Linked DNA regions of Rattus norvegicus: region 2 is linked to region 1. A link is a contact called in public Hi-C data. All regions are on one chromosome and are shown on one strand. Each heading gives the region's core, a stretch centred on a gene start, on an enhancer-like site or on the middle of the called end of the contact. The rest is flanking DNA. Distances are from core to core; before and after follow the strand shown. Region 1 overlaps LOC103691412 (a long non-coding RNA gene). Region 2 overlaps LOC120100662 (a long non-coding RNA gene).

Region 1 (6,112 bases), core at 1,777-4,276:
GCTCTTGTCTGTAGAGTACTGAATGGAACAAGGGTCTAACACATCTAACACACGTGGGGGAGAAGCCTTGGTATAGTCAAGTTATGGTCTTCATTTTGAACAATTGCAAAAGTTTCCCAATTTCATTTTTCTTTAAATAAAACAGGAAGCTCTTAGTTTCCCTAAAAGCAGAAGATTAAAATTTTTCTATGTTCTTTTTTATTTAAAAATGTCTCTCAAACGTTCAAGAAGACTAGCTCATTTTTATAAATGCGGTTTTTGTTCTAATTTTCTCAAAAGTGGATAGGAGCATGTTCGGTGACATATGCATATGCTTGTGTGTCCAGGACTAAAGTAACGCTGCTGATGCTGACTACGACAGAGTCCTATTCTTATGTCATTCCTTCTCAATGAGCCTTATATCTTGCTGTGTATTAAAGTTTCTTCTTGAAAAATGAAAGCCTTCCTAGGAAAGAGGAGGAGAGAAAAATGACTGCACAGGACAATTAGGCTACACTGAGCATACAAACACCAATCAACCAAACCCAGTCCACAGGCTTCTTTAGGTCTTTCAAGCATCTTGGAAATGGCAGTGTTTCTTTTCCTTTCTGTGTGTGGGATTTTAGAATCTATCTTATTTGTGATCCCCAAATCATAGCTAGAATGGATTCTGGTTTCATCGTCTTTGGTATAACTCTAAATATTATTTAGCCCTGATGTGAACAGAAAAGTGGATCGTGTGTGCTTTAAAATGGTGGAATTTCTCTGTGTCAGCATGCCAACTGGTACCAAGAACTCAGCATATTATACCCTGGGCCGTTGAAAGTTGCTTGATTTAGAACAGAAAATTAGGTCAGTATAGTAGTTTATTTCATAAGAAACATGAAAACGTTTGCTATAAAAACATAGATATGAGTGGTTATTGTGACTTGTGTGAAGGGTGGAGACGGAGTCCTGGTGTGTTTTGGTCTCCCTTGATATAGCCCTCCCTTTAGTATAGAATTAAACAAATGAAAACAGACTGAACTCCTAGATTGGGTCTGTGCCCTTTGTCACATGTGTCCATGGTCTAGTGTCTCCAGGAGAGGTTCGCTTATCCCATTCCCTTCGTGTTGAGAACACGAAGGAACGGGTACAAGAGTGGCAATGTTGATCAGAAAACATTATGTGAAAATGAGATGGGTACATTTGAAGTCTGCTTAAATCCATAGTTGGTTGTCTAGGGCGGGAGCCTTGATGTGTGTAAGTTGGCAGTCTGAGGTGAATGAAGCTCTTGGGAAGAGAGGAGGCTTCCTGAATTTTGAGTGGCTTTCCCTTCAGCTCCATGGAACTACAAGAACACCTGTGTGCATCTACTTGAAGGGGTGTGTGTGTGTGTGTGTGTGTGTGTGTGGTGTATGTGTGTGTAAAACATTTGATCAAAAATACATTTGTCAAAATCGGTCTCATTATCTGTTGGAACCAGGTATCACGTCATTAACTGCCCAGGATAACTCAAGAGAGGAAGCAGCATCGTTAGCTCTGATAGCTTCTTTCATTTCTCTGGCCCTTTACAGAACTCCTTTTGAGTAGGGCGAGGCTGAATTTTCTCCTCTTCCTTTCTTGATTCTGGCATACAAAACCATTCTCCCACTTGAGCCATCTGCCGCAGGTGTAATGGATGGCAGGGGGCCCGACCTAACTACACTCCAGTCTCTTCCAGATCCTCACCGCTCGGCACCAAACAAATGAGTCCTGTTCCGCCGCTAGGGTGCCGAGGTGGATGGTGGACGCTGGCTCCAGCCTTTGGAAACACTCGACGCTTAGAAACTAGAACCAGCTGACAAAACAGGCAACACACAGGCGCCCCCCATCCCCGCTCCCCAATCTACACACAAATGGAAGATACGTACATAACATTTAAAAGCCCTTTTGATTCGCTCTTAATTCTTGCTAACTTCGAGCTGTCTTACTGATTACTTATAACCCCCCCCATACCCCACCCAGTGTGTTTGCGTGTACGGGGCACGCATGAATGTGCGTGTGTATTAAAAAAAACCGCTTATTGGTAGGTCAGCAACAGCTGATCAGTCATGGAGATCCAATAATCTTTTTGATTACATACGAATTTTCGTTAAAGTCATTCTTTATAAAAGGAAAAATAACACTATTCTGTACAATCTAGGGATCCTAGGTTAGGATCGAGGGGATGGTAGAACCAAAGAGCGCCCACCTTGCCAAACTTTCCCTTTTAAAGATCTGAGAGAAGAATACTTTCTCACTTCCTGAGGCCAAAGCGTCCCTTGAGCCAGGGTATGTAAGGAGGGGAGCTGCAGATAGTTAGGGAGAGGGCTTTAGAAGTTACAGCCGTCGCTGATTCCCTATGCAGGTTGGGAAGCAGCCCTGTGCGGCAGCCTGTGTTAGGAACTACAAGGAGGGCGAATGACACCCATGTGTTCCGGGACCCTTGTATTGTGGCCCTTCGCGACCTTCAGTCGATCCCAGTTTTAACCGCTGTTTGACTACCACCAGACTCTCAGATTTGGGCGGGGTCTGGACCCTTCCAAGTGGGAGCTCCTCCGGCCCCCAGAGTACTCACCTTTGGCGAGGCCTTGGCAAATCACCGCCCAGAAGCATCAAGTTTCCACTTCCCAGATGTACCAGATCCAGATTCCCTCCTGTCTTCCAGTCACCGCAGGCCTCTCTCTCTCTCTCTCTCTCTCTCTCTCTCTCTCTCTCTCTCTCTCTCTCTCTCTCTCTCTCTCTCCCCTTTCGGAGGCAAAACAGCTTGGTTATTCAGAAGAGGGGGAGGGGAAGGGAGAAAAGAAAAGAAGGGAGAGAGGGGGAGTGGAGGGTGAGGAGGAGAAGAACCAGAAGATAGTGCGGGCGTTGGTAGAAAAGGAGGAGGAAGAGGTGGAGGGATGGGAGGGTAGGGTGGAGTAACAGAAGATGGGGTGGGATGTGACCGCCAGGAATAAATTGCTCCCCACCCAGCTGCAGTGCGACGCCCCCAGCGTCTCTGGGGAGCTGGTGCGTCAGCTCCGGACTGGCCTAGGCGGGGCGGTACAAAAGCTAGAGCCGTAGGACCCCCTGCGAGGGCTTCCACCCAGTCCATCCAGCCCTCGAGGCCGCTTCCCCAGACAGCCTCCGTGCACGGGCAAGGTGGCTATCCACCGCCTTCACGCCACCGGGAACTTTTACTTCACCACCGGAGCCTAGCCATTCTGTTTGGTGTCAGAGTAGTGCGGAAGCCCGCAGGGCATCCTCACCCTCTCACCCTGGCGCTCTACCGCCCTAGCCAGAGCGGCTGCGGTCCGTTGAGTCGTGTTCCACCTCCAGCCCCCCTTCCCAAATGCCTGGGTTAAGCCGGATCCCCGACTCTCTGCTTTTCACCGGGCATCCCTGCCTCTTCTAAGCACCTTCCTCTTTTTTTGCTTTCTCTCTCTCTCTCTCTCTCTCTCTCTCTCTCTCTCTCTCTCTCTCTCTCTCTCTCTCTCTCCCCCCCCGTGTGTGTGTGTGTGTGTGTGTGTGTGCGTGTGTGTGTGTGTGTGTATGTGTATGTTTGTGCTCACGCATGAGCGCAGCGCGTGTGTGTATTTACGCGCGCAGCGCACGTTCTGGGCAAGAAAGAAGGTAAAATCCAGCACAAAAGTAGCTTTGGTCTCCAGTTTCTTGGAGATACGAGCAAGTTAAACGTATCGAGTATTTGACATAACATTTCGAAGTAAAAAGAAAAAAGACACAGGAGCTCCCCGGATCATTTAAACTAAGGTTTTACACTGCAAGGGTCATTTATTATTGTTAAGTAAGACGAAAATAAGCTGAAAATAAAAAGCGATCAGTAGTGCAGAAAGCAGGACATTTTGGCACCCGTCCGAAGCTGGGAGCGTTTGGATTTTCTTCAGTAGGAACTACCAGGATGGATAAAGGTGGAAGCCACAGATCCACACAAAACCGCTTCAGTACGTGATGGGATTAAAAATAGGACCTTGCTTTCCCCGACACAGACAACCCATTAGTTCTCTGTTAAACGCACTAAACCAGCCCCGTACAATGATTTCATGGACGCCTTTAATGCACAGACACGGGGGTACCACGGAGGGTGCACGCGATCGGTTTGAAAAATTGTGACGCATTCATAAAGAGAAAAAGTTTAAACATCGATATCTAAACACACGAGTGCGTTTTCCCAGACAACCATCCCTAAATACAGTGAGCTCCCCATCTTCACTTCCTTGCTGATCTCTAGATCCGACCTTGTACAGTAGGCCGCTAGGTTCCACATAACTCTACGTACATTCATCTGAATGGCACATCATAAAATGTCAGAGTGGGGGAGGGAACCCTTAAGGGGCGTGGAGAAGAAGCCTTTTATTAGCAATTATATTCTCCCAAAGCTGTTTAATTTCAATAATAGCAATGGTGTCGCGGTAACCATCTCGTTTCTGCCATTACAGTGAGACTACCAAATGGATCGCAACACTAAGGGGTTTTCACACTTAGTTGACAGACTACTGTTGTACTTTATGCACCTATGCTAGGGCAGGAAGAACTTCCTGGACATTATTTTGTTCAGCATCTGGTATAAGGACTCACTTGCCTCCAAACTTTATTTCAGAATAACAAGGATGTGGCTAATTTATGCCTACCATGGACTTAAAGTAAAATGGAAAACGAAGTTGTTCTTTGAAAAATTATGTTAATCGAAGGCAAATAAAAATATTTCCCTTGAGCAGAATGAGCTGACTAGGAACTCTATAAAGCGGAGGTCATATTTCACCGCTCTGACTGGGATTTCCAAGATTCTCTTGGAGAGCAGCAATAGGAAAACAAACGAAGAGCAAAGAGCCCAGCCTGTGCCCTTGCATCTCGGTGCCAAGAACAAACATCCCAGCCACAGCGGTGCCCCCCAGATGCTTCATAATGCTGCACTGATATGGATCCGGTGTCTGTGGATAAAAGTTCTGCATCCCACAGCATCTCCTAAACATTGTGAAGTGAGTGTTTGTATAAGAACAACATTCAGACTACAGTACAATGACAGGCCAGAGAGAGCCTTTATTGTGTGTCATTTAACAGTTGAGCAATAATTAACCACCCTTGCTTGTTGAATACTAATTGTAGATGTTTGGCTGTCTTTGTTTGAAATTATGAGACACTCACACAGGAGGTAAAAGGGTGTGACAATCACAGGTTTAGATTGCAGATGTTTAAGACATAGAGAAAGCCCACAGGTGCCTGCGGCTGGGTTTAAGAAAGTCCCCACAGCTTGCAAAACCTCTCCTTATACCTGAGATAGACAACTTCATAAATTGCACTCCAGTTCTTCTACTCAACTGGTATACATTGTCAGAGTTGCTTGTGCACACTCCCAAAATGGGCCAGACAGCTTACAGTAGACACCAGATAGCGGCTGACATCTCACACAACCCGCCTGTTGGCAAGCTGCAGAACTGTTTGGGAGGAAGTCAGTAAAGCCCCAAGGTGTGTCTGGCAGTCTGCTGCTGGCGCTGGGAGCATGGCTTCCATGAGAGACTTGGAAATGTGGCCTGATTCTGTGAGGAAGAGGGGGAAGAAGAGGAAAAGGCTTTCTCTCTCCAAATCCTGTCACTGACCAGACAGTTTTTATGTTAGACTGTTCTCCCCTGTCGCTACAGAATATTCCACTGGCCTAAAAGACCTACAGTTGAGGTTCATGTAGAGAGTCAAGCTTGCCCCCAAGTAGAGATAGCTATGGAGTGCTGCTGCATTCTTCTCACTGATAGCTCCTGTAAAAAACAATGGCTTTCGCCACAGCCAGGAAAGTCAGAACATTCACTACCAAGCAACACTGATTATGGCATAGTAATGGCGCCAGTTGAACCTTTACCACCACAAGAAACGCTTTTCCTGCCAATCTCTCAGAGACTTGTAAGAAAAGTAGTTTGCAAGTAGTCACTGCTGATAGTTCTTACAATAATTAACAGTGAGCTCAAGGGCGTTCTGAGGTCATAGAAATATCAACAGAGAGAGATTGCCTGTTTTCTAGCGGGAACTCTGTAAGTGGGCATAGTCTACAGAGATGGGACTTCATTCATGTGATGGAACCAAGCCTTTCTAACCTGTGAGTTTTTGCCTAAATTCACCAATCTGAATTAAGGAGCCAGGATTCACA
Region 2 (6,112 bases), core at 1,024-3,523, 1.1 Mb before region 1:
CTCCAAAACGTAGAAAACCTTCTTGGTTTGAAGTATGCTTACATTAAATCAGTAGTTATTATATAGAAATAGACCTTTTAGTGGACAAAGTAATGCATCGTATTGTGGTGCTTTGATACACACACCACACCACTCACACACTGCCCTCCTGCTTCCCTCCTCACTCTCTTTCTCTGATGTACAAGTGAGTTCTGCTTACTTAGCGAAATAAAGGAGAGGTGCATCTGTACCAGGTATTAAAAATATCAAAAATGAACACAGTTTTTAAATTACCAGGTTTCATGAGGAAGTTATATTTAAACGTAAGCTAAAAAAAACCAACCATTTGAAATAGTAAAATAGATAGATATAATCAGCAAACATTTCTTTAATATGTATAGAATATATAGATATAGAATATGTATATAATCAGTAGCTATTTTTTATGGTTAAGATCATATTGTCATTCAAGAAGGAGATAAAAGGAAAATAAAACTTTAAATGACATAGTTTTTCTTCTATAGTCCTTTAAAAGGTGAAAATTTAGATTTGGTGTCTTTATGCATATTTATACTATATACTATATTTGGTACATAGTTTGAGATTTAAAGAAATCTTAATTTTGAAGTACACATCTACTTTAAAATATGTGTGCCTTTGTTTAACTTACAGGATGAAAATTTACACTGACCGAGACTATAACTATGGCGAATGTAATCAATGTTAAGTCTATGATTTTTATTTCTGTCTAATGGAACCACTGGCATTGAATGTCCCAGCGTTTGTGTGCCCACGCGCACGTGCCAAAAGTGAGGAAAAATAACCAACAAAATTATTTTCTGTTGCAATATTACTTGGAATATTTGCGAGGACTGTGTGGGTTTGTTAAGTCATTTTAAGTAAGTATTTTGTTTTAATTCAAAGCCTGGACCAGCATTTGAGCACCACTCCAGTTTGTGTTTTTTATGGATCTCTAACCGCTATAAAATCTGTATTGTTCTTAAGTCATGAAGCCTTCAAAATTGCCGTTTCATGAAAAAGAATGAAAGAAAAGAAAAAAGGGGAAGAAAGAAGGAAAGGAAGAAAGAAAAGGGAAAGGCTCAGGCTCCCCCAATAGCATAAAAACACTGGTTGCTGACTGAAATCATTCAAAGATTTGTTCCACACAATTATAAGTCAACTTTTTGAGTCCCTTAAAAGACAAATTCTTAGAAACAGTAAAAATAATATTAAAATGTACGAGATTAAAAAAAAAAGAATTCTTAAGCTTTTGAAATGAATCTCAACTAGAAAGAAAATCCAGTATTTGAAGATGACTTATTAGACAAAGTATAAGCGGCACACCTGGACATGCGATGCATAAAATGACATTTTAAAGCTATTTAGCAGATTGGAAAAATAAATACTTTTGCTTTCGAACAATTCACAGTTCGATACTTCGAGTGCTGCGTATAGGGCAGCCTGTCTGAGGGCCGACATCGGAAGAGAATTCGAGAACAGTTTAGGCACTGTGCCTTTCCAAAAGAAGGAATTTAGTTATTACCTAGGAATTTAGTTATGCACTGCCTTGCCTCCTGACATTTTATTTGGGTGGTGGGGAGATGGTTTGTTTCAAAGAAACGTCTTAAAATACCCACACAAAGGTATGAAAGCAGGTGATGTTTTAATTCTTTCAGAAACTGGAAATCAAAACACGGATGTGTTTTGTTTAAAGTTCAATCTAATGAAAAGAAAATGAAAAAGAAAAACTTGAAAAGGGAGAGGAAAGGGCTGAAGGAGGGAAAGAAGGGCCAGAGAAGACTAGTTCCACTCAAACTAAAATGGTACCATAAATTTATTGAAGGTTATTGAAGCCGATGAGCTATTTTGTCCTAAAATATTCATATTCTTCAACCTCGTGTTTCTTTTCTTTTCTTTCTTTTTTGGGGTCGTTGGTGGTGGTGGTGGTGAGGTTGGCTACTCCTTTCTATCAGTTGCCCCAAACAGGAATTGGTTCCTTGAGATCCCGGGGTCTCGGGGAGACTTCTCAGATGACCACTAGATGGCATGAAAGCACTGTATTGGACCTGCTCAGCCACCTTGCACAGTGCGACATTGAGGGGTTTATTCTTTTCAAGCTGCGAGCTCAGTGTTAGTCATGTAAGATGCCTTTTCTTTGAGAAAGATCTTTTTGTGTCGCATGACACTTTCCAGGACACAAAGGGAGTATTCTGTCCTCCTTCCACACGCACTCAGAAAATGTCAGATTAAATTTGGAATAGTAAAAATCATGTCAGTGTTTGCTGGGGTTTCCTGAGAACTTTACTCTCTTCCCTTTGGGGGATAGTGTGCTATTTGTTATGGGGTCTTCCTTAATAGATGGACAGAAAAGTCCCTTCACCGCTGGGCCTGCAACAACTGCAAAGTTTAAACATTCACATTCATATTTCTTTTTCTTAATTCTTTTTTTTTCTATAAAAAAAATCTCTTTGTTTTTTTCTTCACCTTACACTATTGGCGTCTCTCATTAAGGACTGTAATATGAAATGCTGGATTTAAAACTGCCGTGACAAAGGAGACATTCCCCCTTTAACATCCTCTACCAGCTAGGCAAAGCACGTCTTTGTTCTTGCTTCTCAAATACAATGTTTAAAGTTTTTGCCCGGTCACTGGGCATTTTCTAGTCTGCCCGTCCACACTTGCAGATGTACTTTTATATGTGGTACATTTCCTGTTTCCCAAGATACATATCAAACATTTCTATCCCTGTACCTCCACACCAGGAACAATTACCACACCCCTTCAGATGTTATCACTATCTGCCTTCACAAATGTCCATTGTAGACGATGTTTTGATCTTTGGATAAGTGCCTTAATTTAAAATAATGGCAAAAGGGTAAATTAGGCCTCCATGCTCAGCAGTGCATGAATGACAAATCTGTTGTAGTTGGGGCATATTTTTGATATTCCTTTAAAAGTCTCATAGCAGATTTACATATGATCAAAAATGGTATTACACATTGGTAAGCTGAAGTGCGTAATTTATTCCACGTACTACTGATATAGCTATATAATCTATACATCTAATTATACTTCTAATGGCTTTACAATGTTGATAGATGTAAAATTATATCAGTTTAAAATTTCAAGGATTTCTGGTTTGGGGGATGAGAGTTGGTTTTTATAATCTACCCTTGAAAAGCTTTTTATCCCTTACATATTATCTGAGAAGAAGATATATTGTTGGAAGTATTTTCACAGCTTTGATTTTTATAAATTTACCAAAACTAGAGATTATACCAAACATCCATTTAAAACATTTAGTAAAACAAGGATCCAATGATGGAATCATAGCTCTTTAAAATGCAAGGGTGAGAGGAATCATTGGGTACCATGGTGGTAAAACTTCCTTCACAGTCAACGTTATCTGTAGTGCCCTCTCTGTGTGGATCTAGTTTGAGAAAATTTCAGTTAATTTGTGGTGTGAACATACGGCATGGTTAATAAGTTATGTCTTCAATTTCTCTTGAAATTGATTCTATCATTTTTTACCTTGGATATAATCCCTAAAGTTCCTATGATTATTATAACACAGTGGGTTGTAACAGATCAATAAAAAATTAGAGACAAAAATCAGAAAACAGGACCCCTATGAATACACAACTGAGCTTCCCCTCTTAGGCTGTTTGTTGGTTTGAGAAACATAAAGCAAGACTGATGGTATAACCCATTTTGCTCCTCACTATTTAACATCAACGATGGGGATGAGCATAAGGTCACTCTGTGCTTGGGAACAGCCTGGGCGAGCTTGTACCTTGCGGAACTGTTATTTGGTTCTATTTGGCTCTTGCAGAAAAATACCTGCTTCAGGAGGGACATCGCTCCATAATGAATCACAACGATTGTAATGGAAACCTTTTTGAAAACATTTCAGAAAAATTCTTAAAAACTCTGACTGAGGATGAAGTGGATTCTCTGATTAGCAAGCCTGGGCTCTTGGTTTGATCTCAGCCCTCTAAAGAAACCCCACTGCCCAAAAAATTTATGTGAATGAATGATTATAAATATTCCACACAATGGAAAACAGAGACACTTCCAAGTGTTTGTGGTAGATGAGAGGTAGTTTTAATGACACAGAGTATTCTGGTTTAATCTTTTGGCCTTCAGAGTTGGATATATTTTGTGATAGGATTTTATACAAAACAGCCAGAGACAAATATATGAAAACATTTTGTAAGCTCTTTTGTATTTAATGGAAGTAAAGTTTAAATTCAACTCTATTTGGTGGAACATTGAAAAGACTTAACTAGACTATACATTTTTTCTCATTTCTCAATTCCTTTTCTGTAACATTAACAGATGATTGTATAAATACACACTTAAAATCTATTTACCAGGCTCTTCCTTGATTCATAAAAATCCATTTTTAAAATATATTTTATTTTGCTTTCTGAAACATGCTGTTTTTCTTGAAAATAGGTCTGGGTTTTTAAGCAAACAATTAGTTGAATATAGTCCATCTAATATTTGAAATTGGGAATGGAAAATTTTTTCACTTCCATGATTTTAAATAGTAAACAATAAATAGCAAAGTCATGACTGCACAGAACTAAGCTCCCAAATTCCTTACACTTCATTTTTCACTATAGCCCACAAGGGAAAATCTAGGAAACTATTAAAGACCCTAAAATGTGGCTAACAGGGACCTAATAATATTTTTAAAACTATTAATAAACATGATGTGCTTCTTCAAAAAAAAAGCTATGCATCACCCCTTTTAAGTTCAGGATGCTATAAATTCCAATCACATTTTTACAGTTAAGATCCTCAGTTGGAAGAAGTGAGGAATAAATCTTTAAAGGAGGCCACAGAAAGCATATGTGCTACAGGAAACACAGCTGACAGTTTGGGATGGCTGAAATACTTATCTTTGGTTTGTGAAACACAAAGGTGATCATTCTTTTTAAAAAAAGATTTCATCCTTGACTTAGGGAAGGAAATCTAACCTTTTGTTGGTAACGCCATTCAATTTTGTCCCTGAAATTTAAATCAATTTATACCCAAATTAAGAAAATTCATTTATCAATATATGAATTCCAGTTTCCAAATTTGTTCACAAAGTTTTTGTCTTCAGAGTACACTACCAAGGCATCTGGGACAAGATGAGTGTCTGCCACACTCAGCTGAGAACACACACACACACACACACACACGCACGCACGCGCACACACACACACACACACACACACACACACACACACACACACACACGCACACGCACCTCTTCCTCAGAAGTCCCTTCAGCTTCCCACTGACGCGGGCCTACTTTTCTTCTCTTGCAGAGACCATTATCTAACAGTGTCTAACCAGGCCACAAACACAGGAAAAGGAAGGATCTGCCTTCCTACTACTTGGTATCCCAACACAGGAGGATTTTCGCCTTTCTGATTTTCATTTTAAGTGAATGGTTTATAAATGTGCTACATGATCCAGGGAAGAAGAAAGAGGAGAAGGATAGGAGGGAAGGACAGGGGAGGGGAGGAAAGGGAAGGAGGAGGAAGAGAGGTGATCAATTGGAACCCAGAACTCTAGCAGAAAACATGGTATGGAGGCCTGTCCTACCTTTAAAGGCCAACTGGAATTAATAACAATTCAACTCCATAAACTTTTTCTATGCTTTCATTTCTTTCCCTTTTTCTCACATGGATTCTTTTCCCCCACATAACCTCATACAAATGTACTCATACAGGGCTATGCTCCAACCTGTTGTGGAAAGCTAATGCGTGTTAGTCTTTAGGAATGACCATTTGAAGCCACACTGGTAATGACATCAAACCCCACCCTCTTTCGCTAGGCTATGGTCTGCATTATATTTGATGAAAATGTCCCATACAGGAAGCTCACATGAAATGAAGTACGCCCTGCTGTGGAACAAAAGAGAAGCCCTTGCCTCAGTTTTATGTACATTGTGTGCACGTGTGCATACATGCATGCCTAGTGTGTATGTGTGTGTGTGGACATGTGTGTGTGTATGCATTCATGCATTCACGCATATGAGTGTAAAGTGTTGCAAATTCAGAAAGCATGATGGGAGAGTGGGATGAAACATAAAGAATGTGTGAAATACAATATGAGCAATTAATTGAGTTGAATA

The links. A called contact is a pair of places that touch in the nucleus more often than the background predicts.
Region 2: a Hi-C map of prefrontal cortex shows a contact between it and region 1, with 16 times the contacts expected there. The contact joins two enhancer-like sites. A contact is called at or near these places in 11 of 12 Hi-C or Micro-C datasets (the A7r5 cell line, the Rat2 cell line, Schwann cells and 6 more) and 1 of 1 datasets of contacts at active chromatin or transcription factors (oligodendrocytes).

The regions. Positions count from the first base shown.
Region 1 is chr2:15,912,590-15,918,701 of GRCr8, reverse strand. The region is part of intron 1 of LOC103691412 (a long non-coding RNA gene); the gene reads left to right. It also overlaps a transcript of Mir9-2hg not described here. Among named protein-coding and RNA genes, the nearest start is that of Mir9-2hg, 6.4 kb to the left of the region's middle. Within about 2 kb of position 3,026, at least 53 of the 93 cell types and tissues checked have an H3K27ac peak or open chromatin away from gene starts, as enhancers often do.
Region 2 is chr2:17,043,027-17,049,138 of GRCr8, reverse strand. The region is part of intron 2 of LOC120100662 (a long non-coding RNA gene); the gene reads right to left. Among named protein-coding and RNA genes, the nearest start is that of Ccnh, 520 kb to the left of the region's middle. Within about 2 kb of position 2,273, at least 15 of the 93 cell types and tissues checked have an H3K27ac peak or open chromatin away from gene starts, as enhancers often do.